7 separate regions of the Mus musculus genome follow, and all the other regions are linked to region 5. A link is a contact called in public HiChIP or PLAC-seq and promoter capture Hi-C data. All regions are on one chromosome and are shown on one strand. The core of a region is the stretch at or near the end of the contact, and the rest is flanking DNA. Distances in the headings are between cores, read along the strand shown. Region 1 holds the start of Cox5b (cytochrome c oxidase subunit 5B). Region 2 holds the start of Kansl3 (KAT8 regulatory NSL complex subunit 3). Region 3 holds the start of Cnnm4 (cyclin M4). Region 4 overlaps Cnnm4 (cyclin M4). Region 5 holds the start of Fam168b (family with sequence similarity 168, member B). Region 6 holds the start of Cnnm3 (cyclin M3). Region 7 holds the start of Lman2l (lectin, mannose-binding 2-like).

Region 1 (3,678 bases), core at 695-3,194, 1.8 Mb after region 5:
GAGGCTGAGAAAAATCTGGCTTAGTGTGGGTCGGGGACAGAAAGAATAAATGCCAAATTGCCAGCTTGTGTTGTTTGTGTTATATGATTTTTTTTTTACAATGTGCTTTTGATGCACATTGACTAAGAATGGCCTCCATGGTCTCATATATTTGAAGGCTTCGTCATTAGGGAGTGGCATTACTTGACAGAGATTAAGAACTATGGCCTTGTTGGCAGAAGTGTGTCTCTGCAGGTGGGCTTTGAGGGTTCAAAAGCCCAAGCCAGACCCAGCGTCTCTCACTTCCTTCTGCCTGTGGATCCTGAGGTAGAACTCTCAGCATCTCCTCCAGCACCATGTCTGCCTGGATGCTGCCCTGCTTCCCTCCATGATGATAACGGGCTAAACCTCTGAATTGTAAACCAGCCCCAATTAAATGTTTTCCTTCATAAGTGTTGCCGTGGTCACAGTGTCTCTTCACCCTAACAAAGACATCTAGTCTTGGTTTTCCTGAGTGTTCTCTAAAGGAGGAAAGATGGTGGAGCTGGCTGATGGGGCTGACTGGGGTTTTCCCTCTTAATGTGGACACAAATCAATAATGGGTTCATTGGAGGAAAGATGCCTTGAATTAGGAATTAATCCAGATGATTGTAGTGGAGACAAGGAAGTAAAAATGAAAACTATGCAAAGTGTAAGCCCATCTTCACAGTCAAGAAATTTGGTGCCTCATTATAGGCTATTTTTTTTTCTTGGTTGAGGGCAGCCATGAAGACCAGGTTAGTTCCTCTGAAGGAATGTTCCACCAGACCCTTTTGAAAATAACCTACAAGGGGTAGGTGACAACACCCAGGAATTTAGTCCTTTGTAGTTTTCCTCAACTTGACCTTTTGTAGTCACAAGCTCTATAAACTATATTTTTGGTCCAAGCGGCAGGATTTACTAAAAGTCATTTGATATTATTATGTCAGGCCTCTGCAAGGTACTTAAGATTTCATCACTGGGACGCAATTAGGGAAGCATAGATACTGTATGCAGCCATAGTGTTTCAGGAATGTTCCACAACGAGAATAAATCGAAGAAGCCAGTGTTTGGAAATCTAGTGAACGCTCTGCCGTGAGTTGTCAGGCTTTACCTGTGTGCAACACTGAGCAATGGAGGACGTTTTCTGTCTAAATTAGAGACTTCTGGCCACGGTGCCTATTGTCATTTCCAGTTGCATTATTAACTTTCTTTCTGTCCCTCCTCCTCCTAGTATCCTCATCGTGGTGGAGTGGCCATCAGGAGGTATCCTACATCTATGCCTCCAAAGCCCTTCTGCACCGCACCCCCCGCACCCCCCTCATCCTTGTCCCTGGGGCCAACACCATCACCTCCCATAACATTACTATAGGAGGAAAACTGAGGACGGTGCAACAGCTTTAATCCCAGCAGAGGTAACCAGATCTCTGTGAGCTTTAGACCACCCTGATCTACATAGGGAGTTAAAGGTCAGCCAGGCTACATAGTGATACCGTGCTTAAAAAACAAAACAAAACAGAGTGGAGGAGGGAATTGAGGCTAAGACTGTGTGTGTGGGGGGGTGTACTGTCAATTTCTGACGGAGTGGGCCATTGCAACAATTTGGTAACAACTAAAGCTGTCTGCAGTCTCGAACCCGTGGCTAACAGGCATAACAAACACAACAGGCTTCCTGAGCTCACGCCCAAGGTTGTATGATTCGTGGTGGAAGCCCTTGACTGCGGGAACTTCGGCTTCCACAGCACCTCCACTACAAGAACTACTATGTGGCTGGGACACTGGGCGCGAACACTCAAGCGGACAGGTCATGAACCCGAAAGCCGCTAGCTGTCAGGGTGACTGACGCCACGCCCCGGAGGCGGCGGGAGTCTGCGCGGCCCACGAAGAGGCAGAACTGCGCATGTGCGGCGTCTACTTTTAGCGCTGCTTCGGCTGGTCGGGGCAGGAAGCGGAAGACTGACCGGGCGTTGTTAGACTCCCACCAACGGAAGTCCCGCCCATCTTGCTCAGCCTGTTCCCGGAAGTGCATCTGCTTGTCTCGGGCGAGATGGCTTCAAGGTTACTTCGCGGAGTGGGCGCTTTGGCGGCGCAGGCCCTGAGGGCCCACGGCCCCCGTGGCGCGGCCGTGACCCGCTCCATGGCTTCTGGAGGTACGTGACCAGCTGGGCGGGACAGGCCGGTGTCCATGGCCTCCGGCGTGGTTGGTGATGGGCGGTCGAGCGGGGTCGGCCATTAGCGTTCTCTCGAGCCCTGCTGACCACCTTAGGCTCCGGGAGCCGGCGCTCTGTCCGGTCTTGCTGTAATTTCGGCCGCCCACCCGATCGAACCCGCTTTCAAAGTGCCCTCACTGGAAGGTGCCGGGTGACCTTGGAACACAAGGACTTGGAGGGCTGAAAAAGCGCTGGACCAACATTCAAATCCCTTGCCCGCCACCAGCCAGTATACTCTCATGACTTGATTGTAGGGAAAGTCGACAACCAAGCTTCCGCGGTGGGAAGGGAAAAACGGTATGGCTTGGGAGTCATGCCTCAGTGGGCTTAGGGGACTGTGGGAATGGGTAGCTTGGGAACCCACCAAAGAAGCGGATAACGTCACCTTTCCCGTGTTGATCTTTTTATCGTGTATCCATCGTGGTCATATCAATTGCCGTAGCTCATTTTTCTTCTTCTAGGTGGTGTCCCCACTGATGAGGAGCAGGCTACTGGGCTGGAGAGGGAGATCATGATAGCAGCACAGAAGGGACTGGTAAGGAGAAATGCTGTGTCCTCTGGAGCCCTGGGGCTTGGATGGGATTAGAGGAGTTCCTGTCAGCCAGCGTCTGGTCCTGACAACCCAGCTTGTAGGAACGGCCCTTTTGCAGTGCAGTGGCAGGCGTTATCTGTCATAAATAGTCAACTCTTGTCTCTTTCAGGACCCATACAATATGCTACCTCCAAAGGCAGCTTCAGGCACCAAGGAAGACCCTAATCTAGTCCCGTCCATCAGCAACAAGAGAATAGTGGGCTGCATCTGTAAGCACTTTGTTTTTATTTTCTGGCCCATTTGTTTATAACCTGCCTCACAGAATGTCTATAAATTGCTTCAGATATGTGTGTATGATGGACTGTATGTGTGTAAAAATGTAAATATGTGTATACATTGTTGTAAGGGTTGTTGACTGTCTTAAGTCTCAGTATGCATGAGAAGTCACAGAAGGCAGATGACCCTGGAGCTGTAGTTACAAGCAAGGCTGTGAGCCACTTTGCTGTGGCTACTGGGAATTGAACTCAGGTCCTCTGGAAGAGCAGTCCATGCTTTTAATTGCTGAACTATCTTTCCAGCCCAGATTATTTACACACACACACACACGTATGTACATACATATGCCAGGTACTGTTTGTTTCAAGCACTAGGGATACACATGAGTACAGATCCTGTTTTGGAATTTTGCATAGGGACTGGAATTGTTAGAACCTACAGTGACCCCATACAAGGTTATCTTACTCACAGGTAAATGCATCCCCGCTTTTTCATTTGAAGGAGCGGAGCGTGAAGTGGTCTCCTAGTCAGTGGCAGTTTTGTTGCTGTGTCCGAAGTGTCTGTAGGAAAGAGGTGAATGCTGAAAGCCTCCCTCTGTACATGGACGCTGGATGACTGTCAACCGTCTTTCCCTTTCAGGTGAAGAGGACAACTGTACTGTCA
Region 2 (3,450 bases), core at 171-2,670, 1.5 Mb after region 5:
AAACTCACATAGTATTCTCCTGCTGCCGACGGGGGGTTACAAAGAGCATGCGGGTGGGGCGGGCACTACTGGCATCTGGGTGGGCACTCCACGGTTTTGCATAGCTATGATCCAGGAAAACGAGGTCCAGTTCCCGCTCATGCACTGAAAGCTGGAAGAGCAGGGAGGTACCCATCCGCCGAGCTGAAGTCTGGAAGTCCCTCTCCCCACCCCGGTGGGCCATGTCAGTAGTCAAGCAGCCAAGTCAGGGTGTGAATATCTGCATGCTAGTCACCTGCAGTGAAAGGGGGCTTGTGAATTCAATAGCTTCCATTTCTCCCAACTTTCACTATCAAAACATGTCTTTATGCTCAGCATTCGATCTTTGATTATGCACATCTATGTGTCCTCCCACACCGCCACCAAACAGAACGGTGCCATACACAATTTTATAACTGTAAACTGACAAGACTCCACAGTTCACAAAAACATGACCTTTGCAATTGCCAAGGCGTGGTGACGCACGCCTTTAATCCCAGCACTGGGGAGGCGGAAGCAGACGGATCTCCGGGAGTTCAAGGGCAGCCTAGTCTACAGAGTGGGTTCCAGGACAGCCAGAGCAATATATTGAGATCCCATCTCAAAAACAAAAACCTAAATTTGCTGGGCAATTTTCTTCCTGGGTGGTAAAGGTTTTTGCAAACCAGAGGGATCACAAACATGAATTCATCAAAAGCTAAAGGTCCCTACTTTTCGTCCCCTAAACAGGACGTGGGCAGGGCTGGTCTGCTCGGGTGGCCCCAGCACAACAGGCGGGCACCGCGGGCCTCCAAGCTTCATTGCTTTGGGCTGAGGTCAAGGGGACTCTCCTAGGGTCACGCTCCACCAAAGGTTTGCATCAACCTCATGGTACTCCGGAGTTTTGGGAAGAGAAAAACTAGAGCCCGCCCTCAGCCCGGCCGGGCCCTCAGAAGGCCTCTCCTCCTTCGCCCTCCCTCGGCGAGGCGCCCAGCAAACGGCCCGCTCCTCTGAGAGGTTCCCGCCACGGAACCGCAGAACCTCAAAACGGCCCACCCGGGCGGCGGCCCCGGAGCCCGGACGACTCGGCCAAGGTCATCCCGAGTTCCCGGCGAGGAGGAGCCGCCCGGCCCCACCTCCCCTCCCGGGGCCCTCCTCGGCCTCGCGCCTCGGCCGCCCCAGCGCCGCGTCTGCCTCCCGCGCCCCGCCCGGCCGGCCCGGCCTGGCCCGCGGCTTCAGCCCCCGACCCCTCATGCCCGCGGAGCCCCGAGGGCTTCTCCGAGCCCGCCGCCCAACGCCTGGAACCCCACGGGCCACCACCCGCGCCGGGGCAAAACCGCGTCTCACCCGCAGTTGTCGGCCGCGCGCTCGCCCGAGCCGGACCCCAATGCGCGTGCGCCTTACCTCCCGGCGCCTTGGGCTCTGAGGAAAACGCGGAAGCAGATCGCTCTCCCGGAACCGCGCGGCGGCGAGCGGCAAAGCCCGGAGCGGATCCGCGCCCGGGACCTGGCTAACCTGTGGGGAACGCGGAAAGCGCGCGCGACTCCCGGGGCAGAGACGTTCTCCCTCTGCGTTTTCTGTGGGAAAAGTGAGGACAAAGAGCAAGATAGTTCAGACCACCCCAGCGCTCGGTGTCCCCTTCCCTGTTACAGAGCTGGGTTCAATTTGCAGTGTGCGGGTGGGGTTTATTTCAGCCCATCGGGGTTTATAATCCTAGCACTCTCTGGAGGCTGAGACAGGAGGATCGAGGTGAGTTCCAGAACAACCTGAGCTACACCATGACACCCTGTCTCAAGACCTCAAAGCAAACCAGAGAGATGGGGAGATGAAGAGAGGGAGGGAAAGCTTTGCAGAATGTTGGGATACAATTCTAGGGCTCTGCGGAGTTTAATAAGAAACTGGTACAGCTCAGACTAGGATGAGGTGGAAGATGAGGCAGAGGACAGATGTAAGGTTCAATTTTTTTTTCCCCCAGGTTTTTTTAATTAGGTATTTAAAAGGATCTTTACCAATCCTAAATCAGATAGGGGACTAATATCCAATATATATAAAGAACTCAAAAACATGGACTAAAGAAAACCAAATAACCCCATTAAAAATGGGGCTCAGAGCTAAACAAAGAATTCTCAACTGAGGAATACCAAATGGCTGAGAAGCACCTGAAAAAATGTTCAACATCCTTAATCATCAGGGAAATGCAAATCAAAACAACCCTGAGATTCCACCTCACACCATCAGAATGGCTAAGATTAAAAATTCAGGTGACAGCAGATACTTGCAAGGATGTGGAGAAAGAGGAACACTCCTCCATTGCTGGTGGGATTGCAAGCTTGTACAACCACTCTGGAAATCAGTCTGGTGGTTCCTCAGAAAATTGGACATAGTACTACCAGAGAATCCAGCAATACCTCTCCTGGGCATGTATCCAGATGTTCCAACTGGTAATAAGAACACATGCTCCACTATGTTCATAGCAGCCTTATTTATAATAGCCAGAAGTTGGAAAGAACCCGGATGTCCCTCAACAGAGGAATGGATACAGAAAATGTGGTACATTTACACAGTGGAGTACTACTCAGCTATTAAAAACAATGAATTTAAGGTTCGACTTTTAACTGCTTGGCTCAGCCTTTTTCTCAACTTTGAAATGTGCAAATGCCTAAACCCTGATTCACCAGGTTGCCAGGGGAATGCAGTCAATTATTTCTGCCACCTGTCAAGAGCTCCATTGATTTCTTGATGGCAATTACTATGAGCGACCCCCACCTCCCGGTCTTAGAACTCAGTGTTATTGGTTGTTTTTTCATTTATGGAGGGGATGGAGAGACAGGGTCCCATGTATCTCAGGCTAGGCTCATTCTAGCTATGCAGCCAGGGAAGACCTTGAATTTGGTTGATGGTTTGGTTCGATTTGGGTTTTGATTTTGTTTGGTTGGTTGTTTTTGTTTTGTTTTTGTTTTTGTTTTGTGTTTTGAGACAGAGTTTCTCTATGGAGCCCTGCTGTCCTGGAACAAGCTCTGTTGGCCAGGCTAGCCTCAAACACAGAGATCCGTCTTCTGCGCATGCCCACCACTTCCTGGTTGCCCTTGAACTTCTGACTCTTCTGCCCCTCTTCTTTTCAAGTGTCCGGATTATAGGCCTGCACCACCATAGAACACTGTTTTAAACACTCAGTTGCCATCCCATTTAGGCTTAAATAAGGTAGAGGGGTCGGGAAAATTAAGCTACAAAATGTTTCTAAGTGTACAACGACTGAAAATTAATTCAAGGGGTGTAACTGGCAGTTCATGACTCACATCCACAATGTCACTGCAGCCTTGGTTCTGAGCACACAACATGCACTTTCGCACGGCTCGTGCCATTTAGCTAGCTAGAGTGCCAACAAATCTTTCGAAACCCCTTGGCTCAGATTTTAGACTACTGTATGTTATCAATTGCAGTGTTTTTGCTGTA
Region 3 (3,763 bases), core at 495-2,994, 1.6 Mb after region 5:
CTCCAGCTGGCTGTTTACAGAACCCACCAGCACAATGCCAGAGCATTAAGTCAGCCTCTGCTACCCAGCCTCCCCCACAACACTGCATGAGTGTTCCATTATGTTTGGATTTTTGCTGCTGGTATTGATTGTTGCCTTAATTGGCAGGCTGTGTACCAAAGTAAAAATAAACACAGGGGTTTGTACAGAGACATAGAGAAGGACTGTGTCTCTAGGGCCAGGAGAAGCCCTGCTGGGAGACCCAGGGGTCAACCCAGGCCTTGTGCTTAGTATAGCTCTTGCAACTGAGGTAAGGATGTTTGTCATCCGTGTCCTGCCCTTCACAGGGTGGACAGCTGTGGGTGGATAGCTGTGGTCATCCCCACACACTGAGTTCATAGCTGCCGGATGACATCCAAGTGGGGCTGACCAGGAAGCAGTGATCTCAAGGCTAGAACAGCAGCCCCACCCCTCAGTTCATTTCCACAAGCAGCTGCCTCAGCTGGCCAGTCACCACAATTTGGGGTTAAGGGTATGGTCCTGAAAGAGCAGGCAGCAACAACTATTACTACACAGGCAAAGACTATTCACAGAGAGTTGTTATGTCATATTCGGTGTGTAAGCCAGTTGTTCTCACGTGCTTAGCCAGGTGATGCTGTGTTATCACTCTTCCTGCCGTCAAATTAAAAACTAAAACCATAACTAAACAATAAAATCAATCCAGGCATGGTGGTGCATATCTGTAAACCCTGCACTTGGGAGGTAATGGACATAGGATCGGGAGTTCAAGGTCAGCCTCAGATTTGAAGAGTTCAAAGCCATATCGGGCTATGTAAGACCTTGTCTCAAAAAAAAAAAAAAAAAAAAACAAACAAAAAACAAAAAACAAAAACAAAACAAAAAAAAAAAAACCAGTCATTCTTACCGCCATTTACAGACAGGGACTAGGATTAACGGTGAAGATCTGAAAGGCCTAGGATTTTGTGCCTAGGTTCAAAATTTGCATCTGTAAGAAGTAAAACACTTAGTGTTCCTGTGTGTGTTTACTTGCTTATTGCGCTCCCCCTCCTGCCCCCGTATGGCTTGTCTTGTTTACTGCCATTTTTCTGATGATAGGCTGTAAACTAAAGATGTGCAAGAATTTTGGCTTGTTCATTGCCGTATCGTTAGAGTATGAAACAAGAGTACATGTTCAATGAAAACTCATCCCTAAATAGAAATGACAGGTGAAAAACCTAGGTCAGAGCCTGGTCCCTCAGCACCTTAGGGGTCTAGACAGAACCGAGGAGTGGGCTGGGGGACTTCGGGGGCAGTGACAACCTATTTCTGGCATTGGGTCAAGGTCAACGAAAATCCCAGAAGTAAGGAGGCTGTAACGCCAGCCTGAACCCTCAGGTTCCCTTTTCTTTTTCTAAACCAGGAAATGCATTTTTCTCGCTGTGCCCGCGGAGAAGCACCACCCGCCCCAGAACGGAGCGACAGAGTGCAGGGGACCCGGAAGCAACCGAGCGCGTGGGGCTTGGGAGCCGGGCTCCCTAAGGAGGAGCGCGGGAGAAGCCCGGTGCCGCGCGGAAGCTTGGCTGGGCGCACCCCCGCTGCGGGCTCCCGCGCTCGCCCCGCGCCGTTCTACCTTAAGGGCGCAGACCTCCTTAAGCCGGGCGCGCGAGCCGTGGGTAGGGGCGGGACATCGCATGCAAATAAGGGGCGTGGGGCGGCGGGGCGGGGCGGGCGGGGCGCGGTCTGACGTCAGGTCCTCGGCTGGGGCAGTTGGCGCGGCGGCAGCGGAGCGGCAGGAGGGCAGGAGCGGAGGCGCCGAGTGAGGCGCGCGGCGGGGCGCGGGCAGCGGCGGGGCCGGAGCAACATGGCGCCGGGGGGCGGGGGCGGGCGGCGGGACGGCTGGCCGGCCCGAGGGCGCCTCCTCCTGGCTGCGCTGCTGCTGCTATGGACGCGGGCGGCCAGCGGCCAGAGCAGCCCCCAGCAGAGCGTGATCCTAGGCATGAGGCTAGCGAGCTGCAACAAGTCGTGCGGGATGAACCCGGATGGCATCATCTTCGTGTCCGAGGGCAGCACGGTGAACTTGAGGCTCTATGGCCACAGCCTGGGCGATATCTCCAGCAACCTGATCTCCTTCACCGAGGTGGACGACGCCGAGGCGGTCCACAACTCCACCAACTGCCTGGAGCTCACCAAGGACTTAGTGGTCCAGCGGCTGGTCAACGTGAGCCGCGGGAACACGTCGGGGATGCTAGTGGTGATTACCAAGTTCCTGCGGAGGAGCGAGAACATGAAGCTGTACGCGCTGTGCACCCGGCCCCGGGCCGACGGGCCCTGGACCAGATGGACGGACAAGGACTCCCTGCTCTTCATGGTGGAGGAGCATGGGAGGTTTCTGCCGCTCTGGCTGCACATCCTTCTCGTTATGGTGCTGTTGGTGCTGTCGGGCATCTTTTCTGGCCTCAACCTGGGGCTTATGGCCCTGGACCCGATGGAGCTGCGCATCGTGCAGAACTGTGGAACTGAGAAGGAGAGAAAGTATGCTCGCAAGATAGAGCCCATCAGGCGCAAGGGCAACTACCTGCTCTGCTCGCTGCTCCTGGGGAACGTGCTAGTCAACACCTCCCTCACCATCCTTCTAGACAACCTCATCGGGTCTGGCATCATGGCAGTGGCCTCCTCTACCATTGGCATTGTCATCTTTGGGGAGATCTTACCTCAAGCCCTGTGCTCCCGGCACGGGCTGGCTGTGGGTGCCAACACTATTGTTCTCACCAAAGTCTTTATGCTCCTCACTTTTCCCTTGAGTTTCCCCATTAGCAAACTCCTGGACTTCGTCTTAGGTCAGGAGATTCGCACTGTTTACAATCGGGAGAAGCTGATGGAGATGTTGAAGGTGACAGAGCCCTATAATGACTTGGTGAAGGAGGAGTTAAATATGATCCAGGGTGCCCTGGAACTAAGGACCAAAACTGTGGAGGATATCATGACCCAGCTACACGACTGCTTCATGATCCGCAGTGATGCCATTCTGGACTTCAACACCATGTCGGAGATTATGGAGAGTGGCTACACTCGCATTCCTGTGTTTGAAGATGAGCAATCCAATATTGTAGATATCCTGTATGTCAAAGACTTGGCTTTTGTTGACCCGGATGACTGCACCCCGCTCAAGACCATCACTCGCTTCTACAACCACCCGGTACATTTTGTTTTTCATGACACCAAGCTGGATGCCATGCTAGAGGAATTTAAGAAGGGTAAGGACTGGTGTAGCTCCTGGTTAAATGTCCTTTTGATACCTCTCGTTCCCCTGAAGCATCCCCTGCATGCTCTCTGTCTGCAGGTTTTACTCTTCTGTTTGTGCGATTTATTCTGGGTCCCCCTGTCCATGGCTTCCTATGCTTCTGGTGTGAACGTTATCAGGCGCAGCAGAAGCGGTTCTCAAGCCTTTGCCTTCTGCCAGGCACTGTGTTCTGTGCTTAGTTGAATCAAAGCTGAAGGAGATACACTTGTCTGGAGCTGGTGAAGGGAGACAGGGTAAGGCTCATTCATGCCTGAAATGAGGCAGCCACCAGGCCTCCTGGGTGGGTGGGGAAGTAGCCAGGGAGCTGAGGATGTTGTCACAGGGGAAGGCACATTTGAGGGGAATCTTAAAAGATGAAGTGACTTGGGCCTGGGTCACACCCCTCTTGTGAGGAAGCCAAGGATTCGCTTGTGGTTCAGCAGGTGGTTCTGTCTAGTGGACCTTCTGGCTCTGCTGGTCCATGGCCATCAGGGGACGGGTTGG
Region 4 (3,733 bases), core at 970-3,469, 1.6 Mb after region 5:
ATAAAATGCCATTTATGGCATATAACATGCCAGTATGCAATGCTGTTTCTATACAGCAAAGCCCAGTGATCACTCTGCTGTGCTGCTTCCCCTTGCTGCCCGTGTTTGCTCACTATGTCATCGAGCCTGACATCAGATTTATTCTGTAGTCTAGCCTGGGCTTGAACTTGTGGTGATCCTCCTGCCCCAGCCTCCTGAGTACTAAAATTGCAGGCATGCGCCACTACACCCAGCTTCTGTAGTGCTTCTAACTTTTATTTGTTTTGTTTTGTGCATACCGTGAATCACTGGCTCCTCCAATAAATTTAGGCCTGAGTCGTCCTTTATGGCAGCTGCAATTCTTTGTTATAAATACTGGTTGGATCTTCCTAGCTGCACCTTGTATACTCTATGAGTATTTCCTTAGTAGTCACTTCCTAGGGATGGAAGAAAGTGCTGAGTCCAAGGTCTTTGCACATTGAACATGTTAATATATGTTGCCATGTTCCTGAAGAAAACATTTCAACTCCTATCAGTAATGACCAGTTCTGTTAATGCATAGTACCCATCTGACAAATCGAAACGCCACCCCTCCTGTAGATTACTGGGTTGGGTCCCTAGCACTGCCAAAACAAAGCAGTAGACTGGTAGGTAAATTTTAACACCCAAGGTAATTTGCATTTCCTTGGATTAACTTGTATTTATTAATTTGTATTTAAAATTAAGTTTGTAGGCAGGAGAATTGCAGTGAATGTCAGGCCAGCCTAGGCTATAAAGTTTCAGTCTACCATGAGGTACAGATGGAGACCCTATATAAAAAAAAAAGGGGGGGGTAGGGTGGAGTTGACAAAGAGATGGCTCAATGGCTAAACAAACTCAACTTGTGATTTTTCTAATTGGTTTATAAAGTGATATGGACTGGCTTAGTTAACCCAATACCTCTCAGTGAATAGTCTCCTTTTGCTTTTGATTTAGATGTCAGATTTGTAATCTGATATTTCTTTCTCTCTCTCTCTCTCTCTCTCTCTCTCTCTCTCTCTCTCTCTCTCTCTCTCTCTCTCTCCGGCCGGTGTGCCAACTGGAGGTTTTATTTTGTTGGTTTTAAAAGCAAGGTCAGCTTGGTTGGCCTGAAGCTCACTGTAGCCCAGGCTGCCTCTGCCTTCTAATTGCTGGGCTTTATTTCTGAACTCTCTCACTGGTTTGCCCAGCCCAGCTGTAATCACAGTCGTCTTATTGCCAGGCATGGCAGCATGTGCCTGTGGGAGAGGCTAAGGTGAGAGGATTACATGATCCCAGGAACCCAAGAGTTTGACAGAAGCCTGGGCACCATCATGAGACCCTCATATTGAAAATATGATTTGGGCGTATGAGCTGTCTCTTGTTTTACAAGCCTGACCTACCTGAGGTAGAACCCTAGAAGCCACATAAATATGGAAAGAGAACCAACTCCACAGAGTTATCCTCCAACCTCCTGCATGTACTGTGGTATACCCTCTCCACCCCCAACATACATACACCCGTAACAATAATAAGTGACATTATTAAGGTATATACATAAAATTAATTAGATTAAATTAAGGGCTTCTTTTAGTATTCCTTTCTGTTGTGACTGACCAGTTTCTGTCTTGGCATGGGTGTCTCAGGCCAGCCCCAAGCTATGGATAAAGTGATCTCTAATGTTTGAATGGCTAAGGTGAGAGGGTTGTGAACTGAAGACCTTTCTGTGGAACCACAGATGGCTCTCAAGCTCCCATAGCCTGTGGGACAGCCTGAGCTCCTGGGCAGTTGGGTGACTGATTCTCTTGTCTCTTCTCTGGGGGAATAGGGATGTGGCCACGTCTCTCCCTCGCCTGCCCACTCACGTGGCTCCTCTCAGTGCTCAGCAACCCCACTTTTTCTTTGTTATTTATTAGGATTAATTATGATTATTTTACATAGGCTCTCACTTGGGCCCTTGTGTTTGCTTCAGTGCAAGCAGTTTACCACCTGCACCATCTCCCAGCCTCCCACTGCCTTCCTACGGCCTAGGAAACCCAGCATGACTGAGCACAGCCTACCCAGCAACTACAGCCTTGTGGTCTCCTAGCCTCTGCCAGGTCACTCGCCCAGCCTGGGAGGAGCATGGTCACCACGTAGATGAAGCTATGATAGTGGATGAATGGCCCCAGTCTTCCCAGGCTGGAAGGCAAGGAGTTTGTCCCACTCTGGCTCAGGCCTCTCCCACCCCTAAGAGCTGGGAAGGGCGGCTGCTCCTCCTGCTGGCTGAGGTCAGCACTATTAATAGCCAGCTTAATCCTGCTCAGGCCTGGGGAGAGGGAGGAAAAGGAGCCGGTTGCCAGGAAGTCAGAGTGTCCAGCCATCTGTAGGTGCAGACCGGTGACCCAAGGTGTGGTGTCCAGTCACCAAGTTAACATCCAGGACCCGTTGCGGGAACTTGGGATTTTGCCTTATTGGGTGGCCCAGTGAGGAGGTCGCCTAGGATGCCACCATCTCTGATAGTAAGATCCCTTGTCTGGTCCAGGGTTTCTTCCCAGGGGAAAAGTAGCTAGACTGATGGGGGCCTTTGGACTTTGAAACCCAGAACCCAGTAGCACATTTCCTTATAGTCTTTAATGGATTGTAAAAAAAAAAAATTTTATGGGAGGGAGGAAGACATGGCAGTTTGCTAAAATAAGTGTCGTTCAGGGTGGGGTTCTGGCCTTCTAGGGCTCTGGAGACTCCCTTTTAAAATCTGGGTGGGGGTTTGGAGCTCCTGCATACTGGGTATAAGGAAGCCTTCAGGGTTAGCTGGGACGATGTGTAAGCTTCGGGCAGAGATGACAGATGTGCCACAGCTGGGGATGGTGGCATACTTATGTAAGGCAGGAGGATGAGAAGTTTAAGGCCATCATATGCTACATAGTGAATTCAAGGTGAACTTGGCCTATATGAGACCCTGTCTCAGAAAACTGAACTAAACAAAACCAGATGCGACACGGGAAAGCTGGAAGCAAAGGGTGTCGCCGAGGGACTTGGGTTATAGGTTCTTTCTCCCTCTGCCTCCACCTTTTAACCCCTTCCGTGTGAATCAGGGCCATAGGGCAGGGGTGGGGTAGGGTGGGGTGGGGTGGGGTGGAGTGGGGGAGTGGAAACTCACTTATGGCTGGCTGGGAAGGGGAAGGTTCCTCCTGGCTAGTTCTGGGACAAAGGTCAGTAAAGGGTAGAGTGGGCAAGCTTGCCTCAAGGTAGGACCTGATACACTTAAGGACAGCCAGGATTCTAGGGTGCCTCTTTCCTGTGGTCCCTCCCACTCAACTGTCCCCTTTTCAAACAGTGCTGGTACTTAGGACATCGGGAGAAGCAGTGTTAGAATGTTTTTACAGTATTTCCTTGCATTTTGCTTTATTTCTATGTGTGAGGGCATGTGCATGCTATGATGCACATGTGCATATGTCAGAAGTTAACTTTGGCTTGCTGTCTGTTCGCTCCACCAGGTGGGTTCTCTGTATTAAACTCAAGCCTCAGGCTGGGCCACACCCTTACCCACCAAGCCATCTTGCAGACCTTAGAGTGCTGTCTTATTATTTATTTATTTTTATGTGTTTTTGTGTCTGTGTCTGTGTGTGAGCATATGCACACGCATGCAGGTACCTGTGGAGGCCAGAAAAGGATGGTAAATGTCCTAGAGTTGTAGTTTCTGGCAGTTGTGAGCCACCAGTCCTGAAAGAGCAACTCACGTGCTTAGCGCTGAGCCATCGCGATAGCCTCCACTCTC
Region 5 (3,277 bases), core at 622-3,121:
GCCCAGCCATAGCTCTAGTCCATAGTTTGAGTTTTAAAACATAAACACTAGTGTTGAGCTGAAGTGGTAACTGCAACATTTTAAAGGTCTTACTAGTGTTTCATATCAACACGAATTTCATGGTGCTGTAACTGTCTCTATCCCAGAGATAGATGCTTAAATAAGTAAATTACAGATTGATTAGAAAAATATCAGCATTGGAAAGTTTTCCTTATGTCTGATAGCAAGGAGAGTAGTCTTGCAAGAAAACTCTCTAGTCCACCAAATTCAGCATTCACTGCTGTCTGTGCCCTTCCCAGACAACGTCGGGCTTTTCTGTAGAGAAGTCTGATCTCAAACAAACAAAACTACAGAACACAGACAGAAGCCAGGCATCACTACTGAGACACTAACACATTCATGCTTCGAAACTGTTCTCAGCTGGGCCATAAAAATTAACCGTCTATAAGACAAGCTAGGAAGACAACTCCCTTAAACCATAGGACCTTCGAAAATTATTTTTAACATGCATTTTTTTTCTTCTTCTTCTCATCTCTGTCTAACATTAAAATGGACAGAAAGGCAGGTGTAGAGCTAGCCCAAACCAATCTGAGACTGGAGAAAAGTCCAGTAACAGCAGCCAGCGGTTTCCTCCTCCTTCCTGGGTTCCAGGCACTGGCCTTATACAGACGGTCACTTCCACCCTTAGGGGCAGGAGGTCAGGAGAAGGGCAATTCTATCAACCGCTTCTCAACACCTCCTAGGTGAATGCAGAGACAAGCAACTCAAAACCCTGAAGCCCCCGCCTACTAGACCTTAACTTTCATTTGGTTCTGGTTACAATTAATTTTAACACCCGTAAAGCTTTTCTCACATGTCAAAACATTCCAAAAATGCTGCACGAGTAAACTACAGACACTACCGAAAAAAAAAAAATGAGCCAGCTTTATACAAAGACTAAAGAAAGCAAGCCCTTCAACGATTTCCACCACAGTAGCTTCGGCATTAGGAAAGGTGGCCTAGATTTCTCAAATCTTGGCTGTCAAAGGGAAAACCACTCATTAGCCTTTGACCTACCGAAGTTTTAAAGGCCGTCCTAATTACTTGCACCAGAACTACTCTAATTTAAAATCTTGTCATACTACAGAAAATCATCTCATCTTACACAAGGCGAAGTGGAGAGTTTAAGGCATAGGAACTGCCCAAACCTTTTTTTCTTTTTTTAAATTTTTTTTAAATGTAAGGTGTGTATGCGCACATGTGAACCTTTTCACTAGCAAACCTCCTTGCACGCAGAACACTCCAAGATGTTTACGTGAGTGCTTAAAACAATCAGCTCAGACAATGCAGGAGATACCACGAGAGAGAACACCCAGCCGAGGACGCGCTGGCAGGTCGTCCTTCTCTTTTTTCAGATGAACCTGGGCCACGGCCCGGAACGTCCTTCCTTTGCTAAGGTACCCTCCGAAGCCCACGTTTTCCAGCGAGAGGGGGATCGCCGGGTCTGCGGCGGCCCCGCGACCTTCCCGCCCCGCCCCCCGGCCCGCCGCGGACAAAGCGGCGCCCCTGCTCCCCGCGCGGCCCGACCAGGCGCTGCACAAAGCGCCGCACTTCCGGCCCGCGCCCGCCCGCCCGCCCCGAGCTGCCGCCCCCATGCTTCCCGTACTCACGGTGGCCTGAGCCTCCGGGACCGGCGCGCGCCGGCCCGAGCCGGCACGGCGTGGGGCTCGGCGACGGGCAGTGCCCAGACGACGCTCGGTTGCGGCCGACCGCTAGGCCCGCGCTGCCTCCCGCCCGCCCGCCAGCCTCGCCGCGGCCCCCGCTCCCGCCGACGCTGCGCAGACACCGCAGCCCACGACCTCACTTCCGCCCGCCGCGCGCCAGCCGGGGGCGCGCCGGGCACGTGACGCAGCTGCGCGCGCGCGCCCCGAGAGGCTTGCGCGAGATGCCCGGATGCTAGGACGCGCGCCTAGACTGCGAGCCTCCGCTCAAGCTCCGGCTAAAACCGGGCTGCAAACATCCTTGTAGAAAGTAGTTATGGCCCGTTGTAAGCATTTCCCCTGTTTTGTCCTTGTTTGGTTTTGGACCAGGATGGCCTTGAATTTACAGCTCTTCCTGCATCTACCTCTAGAGTACTGGCCTTAAAGCGACAGCCACCGAGCACAGTCCTAAGATTTTATTTTTAATATGCGTGTAAGTGTGTAGCTGTGTGTGGGGTTGTTCACAAGAGTGCTGGCATGTGATCCTCTCTAGCTGGAGTTACAGGGGATTTCTAGCTTTCCTACGTGCGGTGGTGATGGAAACTTCTCTGAGCCATCTCTGGGATTCCCCACCCCCCTTTAAAAAGATGTATTCGTTTTGTGTGTGAGTGTTTCGCCTGCAAGAATGTGTGTTCACTGCCAAGTACCTGCTTAACGCCTACAGAGGTCAGAAGAGGGAGTTACAGATGTTTATGAACCATTCTGTGAATTGAACCCAGGTGCTCTATAAGAGCAAGCAGCAAACATAGCCTTTAACCCCAACATTTGGGACGCAGAGGCAGGGGGATCTCTAAGTTAGAGGCCAACTTGGTCTAAGGATTGATATCAGCCAAGGCTATGCAGAAAAATTCTGTCTAGAGAAGAAAAATAATCACTGAGGCATCTCTCCACCCTCTTTTCTTTTTGATCTTTCAGTTCCAAGGCCACCAAAAAGATTTTTACCCCGGTAAGCTTGCATCTGTCACAGAGCTAAGAAATAACAAGCACTTAGAGCAAGCCCCAAACCACACTGGCTTCACAAAACAGAAAAGTCAACATCAAGTATGCATGCTAGGAAATGTTTGGGAATAGAGAATAGTAAAAAAGGGGCAGTTAAGCTTCCTATCAGATATGAAAGCATATTTAAAGGCTGCAGCCGATAAGCTCACTAGTGCACAAATAATGAACCAATGGAATGTAATGGGAAATCCAGAAGTATACTAAAACAATTGGGAGAAGTTGACATCTAATAAAATATTTCATATCACTAGGTGCTATTATTTGGATCTTAAAGGTTCAAAAAAAAAATCTACATGTTGATGTCTTGGCTGCTAGCCTGAGAGCTGACACTGTGTATGCTACACAGACTCAGAGATTTGCCTGCCTCTGCCCTTAAGTGCTGGGATTAAGGACATGTGCCACCATGCCTGGCTTTTCCCACCATTTTTTTTCCACAGCAAACATGACTAGCTGAGGATGAAGAAGGATCACTAAATTATTGGTACTGGGGCCACCACAAACGTATAGACTGTATCTGTAACTCATGCACCAGAATAGAT
Region 6 (3,701 bases), core at 914-3,413, 1.7 Mb after region 5:
ACAAGAGACTGAGGCAGTAGCATCAGGAATTTGAGGCCAGCCTAGGCTACAAAGGAAGGCCCTGCCATCAGGGGAAAAAGATTTGCACTTGGGTAGGCAATGGAAAGAATACCCCAAATGAAAGGCTAACGTAGAAATGTGTATACAGGGATGGGATGAAGTTGGAGCCGTGTATACAGAGATGGGATAAAGTTGGAGCGGTCTGTTGTCCATCACAAGTGTGTTTGGTGCTGAACCCCTGCGACATACCAGCTGCTCTAGCTTTGTGGGGAAGAGATCATTGTCCCAGGCCTTCGCCCCTCCTGTCACTTCTCTCTGGGACCTTTCTTCCCAGACCTTATAAGGCTTGCCCCTCATATCAACCTCTGTTCAAATGTTCCCTCCTTGATTACCTACATCTCCGTTAGCATCATCTCCCCAATGTTTCCTCGTCCTCTCCTTATAACACTTCCAACCGGGTCTTAAAATGTTTCCTGGGATCCCAGCACTGGTTCTGAGCACCACGAGGGTGGAAGCTGTTGTCCCTGCCAGAGTTCCAGCCTTTGGGAAGTTACCTGTCCCGCACACACTCAGTGTAGGAAATGCTTGTCACACGAGCAAATGAAGAGCACATGGAGCTAAGATGCACAAGCTAGCCAGGGAGATCATACCTTGCCCCCATTTATGAGGTGTTTGCTTTGTTACATTTTTTTATTGTTATTTTAAAATTGATGTTTGGCCAGGCAGTAGTGGCACATGTCTTTAATCCCAGCACTTGGGAGGCAGAGGCAGGTGGATTTCTGAGTTCGAGGCCAGCCTGGTCTACAGAGTTCCAGGACAGCCAGGGCTACACAGAGAAACACTGTCTCAAAAAAAAAATTGATGTTTGTATGTGTATGTTTGCGTGTATGCACATATGCCATGTGGGACTGTTTCAGTTATGTCTACAGAATCCATTTTAGAAAAAAAATTCAAGAGGCTGGAGAGATGGACTCAGTGGTTAAGAGCACTTACCACTCTTGCAGAAGGCCTGGTTCCCAGAACCAACATGGTGGCTCACAAATGTCAACTCTAGTTCCAGGGGATGTAGTGCCCTCTTCTAGCCTCCTTCGGCACCTGCATACACAACACACATACATACACTTGGGCCCACACAGACACAAAACAAAACAAAACATATGTATAAGATGTGTACATGTCTTAGTACATTTAGGGAGAAAGTAGAGAGAAAAATGCAAAAAACAGGGATACCCATAGAGAAGCTAATCCCATAAAGACCACATACAATGAACGAAGAATGCTCCATCTGATCATGCAGGTGTCTTCCAAAATAAGGACAAAAAGAACCCTCTCAAACAGCTTTCTCAACCCGAGGAATCAGAATAAACTGTGGTTGTGAAGCTAGCATGTATGGAAATTCCTGACAGCTGCTATCTCCCTGCATGGCTGAATGACCCGAATGTCAGGTGCATGTCAGAAACCAAAGGCACACAGAATCAGTCTCTAAACATCGTTTTATTGTAAGCTTAATTACATGAAACAAGTGTGAAGATTCAAGGAAACAGATTTTTCTGGGTTTGAGTATTTACTATGGACCTTCCTATCAAGGCATCTTCCTCAAAAGCAGGTGTCTGTCTTGATATCCACAGAGCCCAACGCAAAGCTAAGAGACTTTAGCTTTAAAACAAACCAATAGAGCTGGGTGAGGTTAAGAATGTGTGCTGAGGACCAGAGTTCAGTTCCCAGCACAGCTTCCCATTAGCTTGGAACTCCAGCTCCAGGGGGAATTCGACGCCCTCTTGCGTCTGCCCAAAGCACTGCCCTCGCAAGCGCAAACCCACATACAAATACAAATGATAAGAAAATGTTTTAAACAAACGACTCCAGGTTTCCCTGTGCCCAGTCCCTGGTTCTTATTCAGCCCTTAGCCTTGCTGGCCAGAGGGTTAATGACCTTCCTTTGCTCGTCCACACGCGCCGGGAACTCCGAGGCCGTCCCAGACAGCCGCCCCGCGTCCTCCCTTGCCTGCGGAGCCCCACGCCCCTCCGGCTCGCCCCGCCCCGCGCCGCTTGTTTACTCCCCGGCGCAGCCTAGTTCTCCCCAGAGCCCGCCCCCGCCAGCCGCTTATTGGTCAAAGTGACGCGGAGGCCCGCGCCGATTGGCTGCAACAACAGAGGCGCGGGTGAGTGGGGTAGGCTGCGCCCGAGGCCCAGAAGGGGTAGCAGGCCATGGCGGCGGCTGCTGCGGCTGTGGTGGGTTGGTTGGGCTGGGTGCTTGCCGCGTTCTGTCTGGGCAGCACCGCAGGGGAGGCGGCGCCGGCGCCGGGCGCGGGACTGCTGAACTTCTGCACGGAAGAGGACAGCGCACCGGGCGCGGGCTCCCTGCGCGGAAGGGCAGCGCCAGAGGCCACTTTGTGCTTGCGACTCTTCTGCTCCGGCTTGGCCAACAGCTCCTGGACCTGGGTAGCCGCCGAGGGCGCAGGCTGCCCGGAGGGCGGACGGGCCACGGAGCCCGAGGAGGCGGCCGCCCCGACGGGCGAGTGGCGCGCGCTGCTGCGCCTGCGCGCCGAGGCCGGCCACCCGCGCTCCGCGCTGCTGGCGGTGCGCGTGGAGCCGGGTGGTGGGGCCGCGGAGGAGGCGGCGCCGCCCTGGGCGCTGGGGCTGGGGGCGGCCGGGCTGCTGGCCCTGGCGGCGGTGGCGCGCGGCCTGCAGCTGAGCGCGCTGGCGCTGGCGCCGGCCGAGGTGCAGGTGCTGCGCGAGAGCGGCTCGGAGGCGGAGCGCGCGGCGGCGCGGCGCCTGGAACCCGCGCGGCGCTGGGCCGGCTGCGCCCTGGGCGCGCTGCTGCTTCTGGCCAGCCTGGCGCAGGCGGCACTGGCCGTGCTGCTGTACGGGGCGGCGGGCCAGCGCGCCGTGCCCGCCGTGCTGGGTTGCGCGGGGCTGGTGTTCCTGGTGGGTGAGGTGCTGCCGGCCGCCGTGAGCGGACGCTGGGCGCTGGCGCTGGCGCCGCGCGCGTTGGGCCTCAGCCGCCTGGCGGTGCTGCTCACCTTGCCCGTGGCGCTGCCGGTCGGGCAGCTGCTGGAGCTGGCAGCGCGGCCGGGGCGTCTGCGGGAGCGCGTGCTGGAGCTGGCGCGCGGCGGCGGCGACCCCTACAGCGACCTCAGCAAGGGAGTGCTGCGCTCCCGGACCGTGGAGGACGTGCTCACGCCGCTCGAAGACTGCTTTATGCTGGACTCCGGCACTGTCCTAGACTTCAGCGTCCTCGCCAGCATCATGCAGAGCGGCCACACGCGCATCCCAGTGTACGAGGAGGAGCGCTCCAACATCGTGGACATGCTCTACCTCAAAGACTTGGCTATCGTTGAGCCCGAGGACTGCACACCGCTCAGCACCATCACCCGCTTCTACAACCATCCACTCCACTTTGTCTTCAACGATACCAAACTGGACGCTGTCCTGGAGGAGTTCAAGCGAGGTAAGGGGACGCCCCTGTTAGAAAGGCCCCAGAAAGTGATGGCCTTGTACCTGCGAATGACCTTTGGAAATATTTAAAGACCCACCTTTTAGAAGCGGAAGGAAGTGCTATGGGAGTCTGATGCGGGAGGATCGGAAGGTGGTTACCCTGTTTGTTAAATAGAAAATTTTAAAAAAGTTGGGGATGTAGCTCAGTGCTTGCCTAACATACATGAAGCCCTGACCATTACCCAGTACCACATAAACCCAAGC
Region 7 (3,730 bases), core at 782-3,281, 1.6 Mb after region 5:
TGTTGTGTGAGGGAGCTGAATGCCTGAGTTATAGACAGTTGTGAACTGCCATGTGGGTACTGGGAATTGAACTCAGGTCCTCTGGAAGAGCAGACAGTGCTCTTAACTACTGAGCCATCTCTCCAGCTCTCTAAAGACTTTTACTATCTTTAGAAGATGAACACTGGGAAAAGACAGTACAACGAAGTCATGTCAAAGTCACTCTGAGCATTTTTAGGACACTGAGGGTCCTAACACAGGAAGCCTCTTACCACCCGGTTCCACAAGGCACCCTGTTTACTTTGCATATCTGGAGTGAGGCGGATGTACTGTGTCATCACCATGGCGTTGCCCATCAGGTTCCATAGCGAAGAACTGCTTGTTCCCACACCTATGGGGAGGGGAGAATCAGCCCATAGTCTTCATCAATTGGTTCACAAAGCCAGATCCTACAAAGACTGGAGCCATTATTTTTCCTTTAGTATTATTAATGAATACATGAATTAATGTTTTTCTTTTTCTTTTTGAATGTGAGTCTCAATATTCTGTCTCAGGCTCCTGGACCACAGGTACCTGACATCTCACCAAACTTCCTTCAGCTAAATTCTTCAGCTGAAGAATCCAACCCACCACAGAGCTGTCATTTACACATGGCACAGTAACAGTAGTTGAGATCTGTATGTGTGGGTGAACTTTAGCACTATGAAAGGACAAAAATTTTGTCATTTATATTAAAAGAGATATATTCTCAAAAGCCTATGAGCTTAAACATATTCTTTTAAAATCAATCTTTCAGGCCGGGCAGTGATGGCACACACCTTTAATCCCAGCATTTGGGAGGCAGAGGCAAGCGGATTTCTGAGTTCGAGGCCAGCCTGGTCTACAGAGTGAGTTCCAGGACAGCCAAGGCTACACAGAGAAACCCTGTCTCGAAAAACAAAATAAATAAATAAATAAATAAATAAATAAAATTTAAAAAATAAAATAAAATCAATCTTTCAAGTGTAGCTGATTATCCCCAAATCCCTTAGACTAAGTATAAGTACCCCCAGGGTGAAAAACCAGACTAACCCATAGTATCAGCAGGGACCAACACTAAGGAGGTACTACAACCAACCAGTAAAATAATGACATCTTAGTAACAGAAATGACATCTTAGTAACAAAAATTCAAACTGCTTTCTGCAGTTTAAATTTGTGTTTCCTGCACCCCCTATCCACAGCTCTGCGAGAAAAACAAACTTGTATTAAGCTCTAACAGCATTAATTTCTCTTCTTTGTAGACACCTGTGTCAATTTTCTGACACTGAGCTGTGCTTAGAGATCTAGAAATCCCTGAAGAGAGCAATGCTAACCAGCCTCTTTCATCATCAGGGCTCGCGGCCTGGGAAGGAAGGAGCAGGTGTTCTAACCAGCAAACAGACTTTTTTCCCCCTCTCCTTCCTCAGTCCGACCGAGTTCTACCCGGGTTCTTGCTTTCTATCCAGAGCAGCCACCACTCTATCCCGACACCGGCTCATCGCTAATGGTCCTCAACCATCCCTCATTTATCTCAGTTCTCTCTCCTCATATTTCTGTCCAACTCCAAACACCTCTTCCTTCGAGCCTGACACTAGTGACAGCTGAGAGCCCTACCTAGACCTACTAGAAACTTCTAGCGCTCGGAAAGGGGCGGGGGTGGGGGGCGGACCCTTGTCCTTCGGACCTGTGGCTCTTCAAAGGAGCGGAGATCCTCGGGGCGCCCCCTCCCGCCGGGGACTGCGTCCTCGAGCTCAGTCCCGACTCGGTCCCCAAGCCCTCCCTGCACGACCACCTCGCCCCGGGCGCCTCACCCTGGTAGGGCTTCGACAGCGAGTGCTCCCGTTTCAAGTACTCCACCGCTTGACCCGCCCTGACATGCCGCGGCCCCGGCCCAGACCCCAACAGAAGGAGAAAGAGCAAAAGCTTGGCCCCGTCCCGAGCCCACGCGCGCCGCCGCCACCGCTGCCACCAGGAGGGTCTCGAAGCCGCCGCCATCTTTCCCACCGCCGGCCCTTCATCAAAAAGCCCGCCCCGTGGCCCAACCCATTGGCCTGCGGAACCATCGGCCCGATCTCCCATTGGCTCCTGGAGAGTTCCCTCCCCCGCAGGTGAGTATCCCACCGATTGGCTGACTAGTAGCAGTTGCCTTGCCAACCCAGGCAAGGGGCGTTGCCGAATGTCCAGACTCCCTTCTCTGCTTTTGTCCCAGGCTTCACCAGGCCTGCTAGTAATAGAGATTCTTAGTTTGTTTCTGCATTCTATAGTAAATTTAAAGCGATAAAACATTTTTTTTTCCCGATTGTCACTGCCATTTGTACCTACCTGGCCGCCAAGCTAACAGCCAAGAGGGCATAGAAGTAAAAAGAAAAATAGACAAATCCGTGACTAAAATGAGTGGAAGGAACTGAAGACTAGCTGTGTTGGTAAAGAACTTGACTTACGATGTGGGAAGGCATTAGGTCATCCCAGCACTCTGGAGACTGAGGCAGGAAGGTGAGGAGTTCAAAGTCAACACAGTGAGTTAGGGAGTGACCTAAGTAATTCATTAGAATGAAACGACTGGTTCCAGGGTGGTGGTGGTGCACGGATTGTATCCCAATGCTTGGAGGCAACGGTATTTGGATCTCTGAGTTTGAGGCAAGCCTGGTCTACAGAGCAAGTTCTAGAATAGCCAAGGCTACACAGAGAAACCTTGTCTCAAACAGGCAAACCAAACCAAAGAAACAAACATCTGGCAAACTGTCTCAAACAGGCAAACCAAACCAAAGAAACAAACATCTGGCAAACTGTAAAATGTGTAAAGGGCAGCCTGGGTTACATGCTGGGTTGACGAGCACAATCAACCAACATCACATGATGATATTTATAGAAATTAAGTGTATGCTAAATTCTGTGTGAATTTTCAGGGTTACATGCTTTTATTGTGCAAACCTTGTTCCTTGATTTAAAATGATTGGTTAAATAGAATTGACTACAGCCAATTACTGGAGGGAGGGATTAGAGGTAGGTGGGTTTTAAGTTACTTAGTTGAGGGTGGAGAAGAGAGCAGAAGGAAGAGAAACCAGGGGAGAAGAGGAAGAACGAAAGAAGGGGAGGAAGCCTCCAGGAGACGAGATGGACTATGAGTCCATGGCCAGAAGAAGCAGCCAAGTACTTAGGCTGTACCACTGGGGAGGTAGCCAGGCCAGCAGTTAGAAGAGTAGATTAGGGGTTACCCCTAGAAACTGTCAAAGCCAAATAAAATAACCATAGTCTGAGTCTCACTTACTTGTAAGCTGGTCAGGGATAAACTTAAATTGGTTGTACTACACCCCAGAGTTCATATTTCACCAAGTTCCAGCTTCCTGCCTGATTGCTCACTTCTTTCAGAAAACTAGCTTCCTCTTACCTACTTCCTCCTGGAGGCCTCCCTCGACCCCACTCAGACCCGACCGTGTGTGCATTGCTGAGCTCTGACTCTGGTCCATAGATAGCTACAATGGACTTATCAGACTTGTGTCTACATCTTCCCAATAGACACAGTCAAAGCTAACTCTCTTCCAAACATGAGTAAATTTTACAGAGAAACAAGATGTGAGCTTGCCTCAGAGAAGATCAACTCTTGAAAGCTGACAAAGCTACCGATCTTTTACAACCCTATCTCGAGACAGATAAATGGTGACAAGACTTTAGGAACTGCAGTTAATCTCTTTGCCATTCACTTACCACAAAACCATTTAGGACCCACAGTG

What was found. Promoter capture Hi-C pulls out the DNA fragments that hold promoters and counts their contacts. HiChIP or PLAC-seq counts read pairs in DNA pulled down with a chosen protein or histone mark.
Region 1: a contact with region 5 is called in a promoter capture Hi-C map of pre-B cells, with 4 times the contacts expected there. The contact joins the promoter of Cox5b here to the promoter of Fam168b in region 5. A contact is called at or near these places in 2 of 39 promoter capture datasets (hippocampal neurons and pre-B cells), 1 of 115 datasets of contacts at active chromatin or transcription factors (astrocytes) and 1 of 9 other capture datasets (adipose tissue).
Region 2: a contact with region 5 is called in a promoter capture Hi-C map of pre-B cells, with 5 times the contacts expected there. The contact joins the promoter of Kansl3 here to the promoter of Fam168b in region 5. A contact is called at or near these places in 9 of 39 promoter capture datasets (the 3T3-L1 cell line, 3T3-L1-derived adipocytes, the C10 cell line and 6 more), 1 of 484 Hi-C or Micro-C datasets (pre-B cells), 3 of 115 datasets of contacts at active chromatin or transcription factors (astrocytes, large pre-B cells and pancreatic cancer cells) and 1 of 9 other capture datasets (adipose tissue).
Region 3: a promoter capture Hi-C map of pre-B cells shows a contact between it and region 5, with 5 times the contacts expected there. The contact joins the promoter of Cnnm4 here to the promoter of Fam168b in region 5. A contact is called at or near these places in 10 of 39 promoter capture datasets (the 3T3-L1 cell line, the C10 cell line, the HPC-7 cell line and 6 more), 1 of 484 Hi-C or Micro-C datasets (the HPC-7 cell line), 4 of 115 datasets of contacts at active chromatin or transcription factors (the NIH/3T3 cell line, embryonic forebrain, large pre-B cells and 1 more) and 2 of 9 other capture datasets (adipose tissue and liver).
Region 4: a contact with region 5 is called in a FOXA1 HiChIP or PLAC-seq map of pancreatic cancer cells. The contact joins the enhancer-like site here to the promoter of Fam168b in region 5. A contact is called at or near these places in 3 of 39 promoter capture datasets (the 3T3-L1 cell line, hippocampal neurons and pre-B cells) and 3 of 115 datasets of contacts at active chromatin or transcription factors (the NIH/3T3 cell line, large pre-B cells and pancreatic cancer cells).
Region 6: a contact with region 5 is called in a promoter capture Hi-C map of pre-B cells, with 4 times the contacts expected there. The contact joins the promoter of Cnnm3 here to the promoter of Fam168b in region 5. A contact is called at or near these places in 3 of 39 promoter capture datasets (cranial neural crest, pre-B cells and second pharyngeal arch cranial neural crest) and 1 of 115 datasets of contacts at active chromatin or transcription factors (astrocytes).
Region 7: a promoter capture Hi-C map of pre-B cells shows a contact between it and region 5, with 6 times the contacts expected there. The contact joins the promoter of Lman2l here to the promoter of Fam168b in region 5. A contact is called at or near these places in 3 of 39 promoter capture datasets (cranial neural crest, hippocampal neurons and pre-B cells) and 3 of 115 datasets of contacts at active chromatin or transcription factors (astrocytes, extraembryonic endoderm stem cells and pancreatic cancer cells).

The regions. Positions count from the first base shown.
Region 1 is chr1:36,689,543-36,693,220 of GRCm38.p6, forward strand. Cox5b (cytochrome c oxidase subunit 5B) reads left to right here and starts at 1,945. Exons shown (of 4, transcript NM_009942.2): 1 at 1,945-2,147; 2 at 2,669-2,742; 3 at 2,909-3,008; 4 at 3,655-3,678. The coding sequence starts at 2,045.
Region 2 is chr1:36,367,761-36,371,210 of GRCm38.p6, forward strand. It overlaps Kansl3 (KAT8 regulatory NSL complex subunit 3), which reads right to left and starts at 1,421. Exons shown (of 22, transcript NM_001310513.1): 1 at 1,345-1,421; 2 at 9-274. The coding sequence starts at 223.
Region 3 is chr1:36,469,853-36,473,615 of GRCm38.p6, forward strand. Cnnm4 (cyclin M4) reads left to right here and starts at 1,745. Exons shown (of 7, transcript NM_033570.2): 1 at 1,745-3,233. The coding sequence starts at 1,841. Gm33454 (predicted gene, 33454) reads right to left here and starts at 1,917. Exons shown (of 3, transcript NR_168706.1): 1 at 1,610-1,917.
Region 4 is chr1:36,490,387-36,494,119 of GRCm38.p6, forward strand. All of the region lies in intron 1 of Cnnm4 (cyclin M4), which reads left to right. Among named protein-coding and RNA genes, the nearest start is that of Cnnm3, 20 kb to the right of the region's middle. Within about 2 kb of position 2,220, at least 67 of the 459 cell types and tissues checked have an H3K27ac peak or open chromatin away from gene starts, as enhancers often do. A contact at or near this core is called in pancreatic cancer cells, where this site is marked.
Region 5 is chr1:34,841,179-34,844,455 of GRCm38.p6, forward strand. It overlaps Fam168b (family with sequence similarity 168, member B), which reads right to left and starts at 1,872. Exons shown (of 7, transcript NM_174997.2): 1 at 1,650-1,872.
Region 6 is chr1:36,509,704-36,513,404 of GRCm38.p6, forward strand. It overlaps Cnnm3 (cyclin M3), which reads left to right and starts at 2,164. Exons shown (of 8, transcript NM_053186.3): 1 at 2,164-3,450. The coding sequence starts at 2,208.
Region 7 is chr1:36,443,240-36,446,969 of GRCm38.p6, forward strand. Lman2l (lectin, mannose-binding 2-like) reads right to left here and starts at 2,032. Exons shown (of 8, transcript NM_001013374.2): 1 at 1,811-2,032; 2 at 252-370. The coding sequence starts at 1,994.